Regions from separate parts of the Ovis aries genome. Here region 2 is linked to region 1. Evidence: chromatin contacts called from public Hi-C data. All regions are on one chromosome and are shown on one strand. The core of a region is the stretch at or near the end of the contact, and the rest is flanking DNA. Distances in the headings are between cores, read along the strand shown. Region 1 overlaps STARD13 (StAR related lipid transfer domain containing 13). Region 2 overlaps STARD13 (StAR related lipid transfer domain containing 13).

The links. Hi-C and Micro-C count contacts between places; a contact is called where the count stands out from the background.
Region 2: a Hi-C map of hypothalamus shows a contact between it and region 1, with 5 times the contacts expected there. The contact joins two enhancer-like sites. A contact is called at or near these places in 6 of 16 Hi-C or Micro-C datasets (hypothalamus, liver, muscle and 2 more).

Annotation. Positions count from the first base shown.
Region 1 is chr10:27,761,894-27,765,288 of ARS-UI_Ramb_v3.0, reverse strand. The region is part of intron 1 of STARD13 (StAR related lipid transfer domain containing 13); the gene reads right to left. Among named protein-coding and RNA genes, the nearest start is that of STARD13, 18 kb to the right of the region's middle. Within about 2 kb of position 1,913, at least 11 of the 54 cell types and tissues checked have an H3K27ac peak or open chromatin away from gene starts, as enhancers often do. A contact at or near this core is called in hypothalamus, where this site is marked.
Region 2 is chr10:28,197,326-28,200,345 of ARS-UI_Ramb_v3.0, reverse strand. All of the region lies in intron 3 of STARD13 (StAR related lipid transfer domain containing 13), which reads right to left. Among named protein-coding and RNA genes, the nearest start is that of KL, 190 kb to the left of the region's middle. Within about 2 kb of position 1,600, at least 26 of the 54 cell types and tissues checked have an H3K27ac peak or open chromatin away from gene starts, as enhancers often do. A contact at or near this core is called in hypothalamus, where this site is marked.

The DNA.
Region 1 (3,395 bases), core at 664-3,163:
GTGTATAGGTTTCTGTTTGCTGGAATAATTACCCATATACAAGAGCTGCATATGCAAGCCAAATCTCCTAATCGATTTACTTCAAAAATAACAATGAGGTCACATTACATTAGCAAGGGGAAATGGAAAGCAGAATTAATTACCTCGATACCATAAACTAGAGTAAACAAATGTTGCTTCAATTATCTGATTCTTCCACTTGGGATGCGAATGATCTGAATTGCATTGTTCCTGAATTTCACATTGCTGAATTAGACAGTCTGAAAGACTCAGAAAACCAGATTTTCCTGGAGGATTTTTTGTGAGTGACTCCCATACACTTGAATTTGCTAGAATGTGACTTACAAATAAGCTTATATACTGGCCAAGAATGTGGCCAGCTTCTTGACTCTCTAGTTTTATAAGAATACAAGGTGAAATTGTCAAAATACTATTTTCCTAACTGTCAACCAATCCAGAGTAACCATTATAGGAAAATAAACTAGTCTGTAGGAAGCAGGGTGAACACATTCACTGTTATTAGATTTTTACCACAGTAATAGTTCTGTACCTTCCAATTTCACAGGTATGGGAAATTTAGAAAACACTTAATTTTAGATCTATATACGACAGATTGCTCAAAAGGCTGGGAATACAGTGAAGAGGAAATCACTTTGGACCTGCTGAAGTTTACTTTTATTTTTCGAGGGCTTTTGTGTTAAAGATGACTGAAAATTTTAAAGCCAGATGGAATTAGAGTTACTTACAGGAAATGGCAACCCACTTCACTACTCTTGCCTAGAGAATCCTGTGGACAGAGGAGCCTGGTGGGCTGCTGTCCATGGGGTCGCCCAGAGTTGGACACGACTGAAGTGACTTAGCATGCATGCATGCATTGGAGAAGGAAATGGCAACCCACTCTTGTATTCTTGCCTGGAGAATCCCAGGGACAGAGGAGCCTAGTTGGCTGTCGTCTATGGGGTCCCACAGAGTCGGACACGACTGAAGCGACTTAGCAGCAGCAGCAGCAATCTAGTGGTGCTTACTCACCAGTCATGAGATTAAGTGGGCTGCTTGCCTATAAGTTTCTATCTAATTTCTCTATCTTCACATAGGAAAAAAGCTTTCCAGGGTTTAGGGGACTCCAGTTTTTAAGCGTAATTTCTAGACCCTGCCCTGGATTTTCTGATTAAACAATTCTGTGGTATGATCCTTAATCTGTACTTTAAAAAAAAGCTTCTCACTTGAACCAACTATTTGTGGAAACCCGGGATGCTCACAGAGTCTCTTTACTTTGGAGGTGCTAAATCTGAAGACTCTTAATCCACGGTGAGGTCAGATGAGGGAGGGAAGAGGATCCAAACTCCCTGATTTCTAATCTCATTTTGATCCTCACTAACCAGTCTGCTAACAAAATCCTTTCTACTCCATGTGAGTGTGTCTGTGGAGTGAGAGGAGTGGGAGGAGGTGTGGATTCGCAACCCCTTATCTTCACAGAGGGGAGACTATTAACAGTAGGGATTGGTAATTTACCGTTTTCTCTTCCCCATGAAATTTTAAAACCAAGGGAAAAGTTTAACTGGCTGATAATTTAATAAACGAAATCTTATGGATTAGATAGCATCTTAATATCTCTTCTAGCCCTAATTCTCTACGCTTCTGTAATTTAGCAACACAGGAATCCACCGGCACTGTCACTTTCATTTCTTAAGATGTTTTCCCCCAGAAGCCTCCTCAACTGAAAGAAACTTCACATTCCTCCTCTTTCTTTCTATGTAGCTTTTCTCATCTGAAAGGATAACTACCAGGCAGACACTTAACATATGCAAAAGCTTTCTCTCTCTGCCTTTGGCACTTGCTTAACACTTTCCAAATGAAATCTACAGAGAGCGTCAGGGGCTGGGCCTGCAGCTGGTTTAGCATAAATGCAACAGCACCACCTTGTGTTGTGTTCCTGGGAAAATTCACCTCCAACAGGACAAAAGCACGGGTGAGGAGGGGTGGAGCAGAATGTAGCAAGGAGACCCCAGTTTTCTCTACTGAAAACAGTACTGCATCAATCCCCTAGAAAAATTTTGTCCACTGTGTGCATGCCATGTTGCTCAGTCATGTCCGACTCTTTGCAACCCCATGGACTATAGCCCGCCAGGTTCCTCTGTCCATGGGAATCTCCAGGCAAGAATACTGGAGTGGGTTGCCATGACTTCCTACAGGGGATCTTCCCGACCCAGGGTTTGTTCACTACCAACCTATAATAATTTTCTCCTATTATATATATATATATTTAAATATACATTAAATATATCTCTATCTTAAACATCATATATATATATATATATATATATATATATATATATATATAAAATCTAAAAGGTGGTTGGGAATTGGAAGAGCAGAAATAAGCATGTATTAATACAAATTTCAGTTCAGTTCAGTTCAGTTGCTCAGTCGTGTCCGACTCTGTGACCCCATGAATCACAGCACACCAGGCCTCCCTGTCCATCACTAACTCTCGGAGTTCACTCAAATTCATGTCCATCGAGTCGATGATGCCATCCAGCCATCTCATCCTCTGTCGTCCCCTTCTCCTCCTGCCCCCAATCCCTCCCAGCATCAGAGTCTTCCAATGAGTCAACTCTTTGTATGAGGTGGCCAAAGTATTGGAGTTTCAGCTTTAGCATCATTCCTTCCAAAAGAAATCCCAGGGCTGATCTCCTTCAGAATGGACTGGTTGGATCTCCTTGCAGTCCAAGGGACTCTCAAGAGTCTTCTCCAACACCACAGTTCAAAAGCATCAATTCTTCGGTGCTCAGCTTTCTTCACAGTCCATCTCTCACATCCATACATGACTACTGGAAAAACCATAGCCTTGACTAGATGGACCTTAGTCGGCAAAGTAATGTCTCTGCTTTTGAATATGCTATCTATGTTGGTCATAACTTTACTTCCAAGGAGTAGGTGTCTTTTAATTTCATGGCTGCAATCACCATCTGCAGTGATTTTGGAGCCCCCCAAAATAAAGTCTGACACTGTTTCCCCATCTATTTCCCATGAAGTGATGGGACCAGATGCCATGATCTTTGTTTTCTGAATGTTGAGCTTTAAGCCAACTTTTTCACTCTCCTCTTTCACTTTCATCAAGAGGCTTTTAGTTCCTCTTCACTTTCTGCCATAGGGGTGGTATCATCTGCATATCTGAGGTTATTGATATTTCTCCCGGCAATCTTGATTCCAGTTTGTGCTTCTTCCAGCCCAGCGTTTCTCATGATGTACTCTGCATATAAGTTAAATAAGCAGGGTGACAATATACAGCCTTGACGTACTCCTTTTCCTATATAGGCAAGCATAATACCTTAGCATATTTTTAGAGGAAAAATTATAGTCAGTTTTAATTCCAGAATGCTCGATAGTAAATG
Region 2 (3,020 bases), core at 351-2,850, 440 kb before region 1:
GACCCGGGTTTGATCCCTGGGTTGGGAATATCCCCTGGAGAAGGAAATGGCAATCCATTCCAGTATTCTTGCTTGGAGAAGCCCATGGACGGAGAAGCCTAGTAGGTTACAGTCCACGGGGTCACAAAGAGTCGGACACGACTGAGCGACTTCACCTTACCTTACCTTATGCCTTCAAATGGACTACTATACTATTAATTAAAAATCTGATGAAGATCATGTTTTGGGATTGCAGGCGGATTCTTTACGGTCTAAGAAACCAGGGAAGCCCATAGGTCACACCAGTTTCACATATTTGAATACAAGATTTCTGCAGTTCCAGGGCATGTCCACTAGAGGCCTGTGAAGAGCTTCTTTCCCTGAACACAATCATAACCAAAAAGGCTAGATTTAATACCAGAAGTATTGATCAAGTATCAGTAAGACAAAGATGGAATTGATAGATAATCTCAACAATAAGCACCTTAGTGGTGGATAAAATAAACAAAATGTAACCCTCTTTCGAAAACTCCAGGATACTGAATTGTGAAACTTATAAAACTCCTAATACGGAACTGGGAAAGCAGAGTGAAAAGAGGTAGGGTTTGGAAGTCTTCGCCAACAGTTCCAGAAGGTCAGCAGGCCCTGGCCAGCTCTGACTAGGTGGCCACAGGCACCAAGTGGTGGAATCAGCCATTATAATGACTGCCAGGGCCCTGTAGGGGCTTCTGAGGAAAGAGGGCTTTCAGATCTTCAAACACACACCACATACAAAGGGCATGTGACAAAGCAGAGGGCAGGTTCCTGGGTGGGAAAGCGTCTGGGAAAGTAAACAGAGTAGTGATTTAAGACAGATGGGCCAGGCAGGGGCTTCCTAAACAGTGACTCCAAGGAAGCAAACAGAGGAAGACAGATGAGCGATGGTGAGAACACCGAGAGACAGAGTCAAACAGGCCGTTGGCTTCAGGGGCGAGAGGGCCACTTCAGGCAAAAAGCACACAGAACGCACTCGGCACCGGGGGACAGGAGCACAACTAAGCGCGCACAGCAAAGATTACCGGGAAGGGTGAGATGCCTCGCGACAGTCCCCTCGCCACCCTGGCAAACTCAAAACAGAGCTTCACGTCACGTGTCAGAAAACACAAAACAATCAACCACACCACACATACGTGCGTGTGCACGCGCGCACACACACACACACACACACACACACAACTTCTATTTACAGAAACTGCCTGTTTTTCACAAGGTTTGGTTAATTAACAATCAGGAAAGAGTTGCACAGGGTTTGAAGAAAGAACCCTTTGTTCGGAAAAACCTGTGAAAATATTCCCTCAGCAGCTTGTAACTTTCCCTACAGATCGCCCCGGCCCTGAGGACAGGCCCAGGTGCCAGAGGCCCCTGTGATCCCACACAGAGCACACATTCAAAGGCAGCAGCGCTCTTTGTTGTCCCCTAGGAGTTAAGCCTTAATGGGTTTACAATTCGCCGGCGTTTTTGGAGAGCGGCTTGGCGGTTGCTGCCTGCTGCCAGAAATGGAGCCGAGACAAGGCCTGGTGAATCCCACAGCTGTTGTGGCCGCTCCGTGGCAGGGAAGAGCAGTTGCCCGGGGCGTTTCAGAGACGTGCGAGAACACAAGGAGACTTTATGAACCCTGGAAGGGAATCTGCAAGCACTGTGAGCAGATGGTCAGTCCACATGGTGGAGGAAGGATTTCGGAGCTGCGGTTCCTCACTGAAGACCATGGCAACTGGTGATTCACTGAGTCTTCGATAAATCCTTTGTGGGGAAAAGTGTTCCACTATAATGTAACATGGCTAGTTAGCTTCACACTGTCACAGTCCTGACTTCTAAACCTCAACAATCACAATTTAGACAGGAATAAGTTAGTCCATCTTACCTTGGTTAAAAAGAAAAACAGGTATGGCACTTCTGTTGGAAACAGGGTCGCTATTCATCCTGGTCCACTGGATTTCAGGAGATGCCTGCCTGAACCAAGCCTCCACCATTACTCCCTCCAGCCCTGACTTCAGGAAAATCTTCATCTTAAACTGAGACACATGGATGGTGGGACAACACTGAAAGCTTCTGGGAGCAGTGACTTCATGATTTTTTGCAAGCTATATTCACTTTCTTTCCCCATCATCCTTCTGATCAAAGGCTGCTTTTCGATACATGGAATTTTCTTTTGCTGAAATCTCAACCTATTTCCTGTTCTCCTCATGTTGACTCATCTGAGAATCACGTGATCTCTCCTAAAAGGCTATTTATTTAGTCCATTATGAGACCCAGGGTCAGTCTTTACTCATTTTATATCTGAATGACTTATTTCTTCAGGTCAAGCAAAGTACTCTTTAAGTATATCCCTGAGAAGCATCAGCTAGATACCATGGAGGAGATGAGGACCACAAACTGTGAGATGCTACAAATCTGACAAAGGAAACAGAAACACTGGGGAGAGAATTCTAATACCTGAAAAGGGCTAAGACTGAGGTGTAATCGGAAAGCTGTGGCCATATAAGGAAGAGAGAAAATAATCTTTAACTCCTCTGTAGAGATCGGGACATTAGTTTTAAAGAAGATAGAATTTAAGATGGCCATATATAGGGTGATCTATCACTCCAGTTTTCAAACGGAAAGTCTTGGGTTGCATGAAATCCTTCAATTGAACATCCAACAGTTAGAGATGAGAGTTTATCTCAAGGGTTTGAGACAAGGTGAGGGCCAGTCTCAACAGCAGTGGGCAGGCTGCCCCAGCCCTGGAGGTGTGGACTCAGCGGCCATCGGGGCACAAGGCCTTGGGGAAGGGGGTGATGTCCCGTCAGGCAGGACGGCAGGTGCCCGTCTCTCACTGGGCATCTATTTTGTGTCCAGCACGTTGCACAAGGCTCTGTGGAGACAAGGCTCGGGGCCTGGCACACAGTGGTGGCTGAGTGGCTCTCTTTAGACTGGACATATAGCTTTAGACTGGACATAAAGCCCTATAGCTTTACAATGGACCCCTGCAATGCACACAGGCTGACTTGCCAAGGCCAACATCA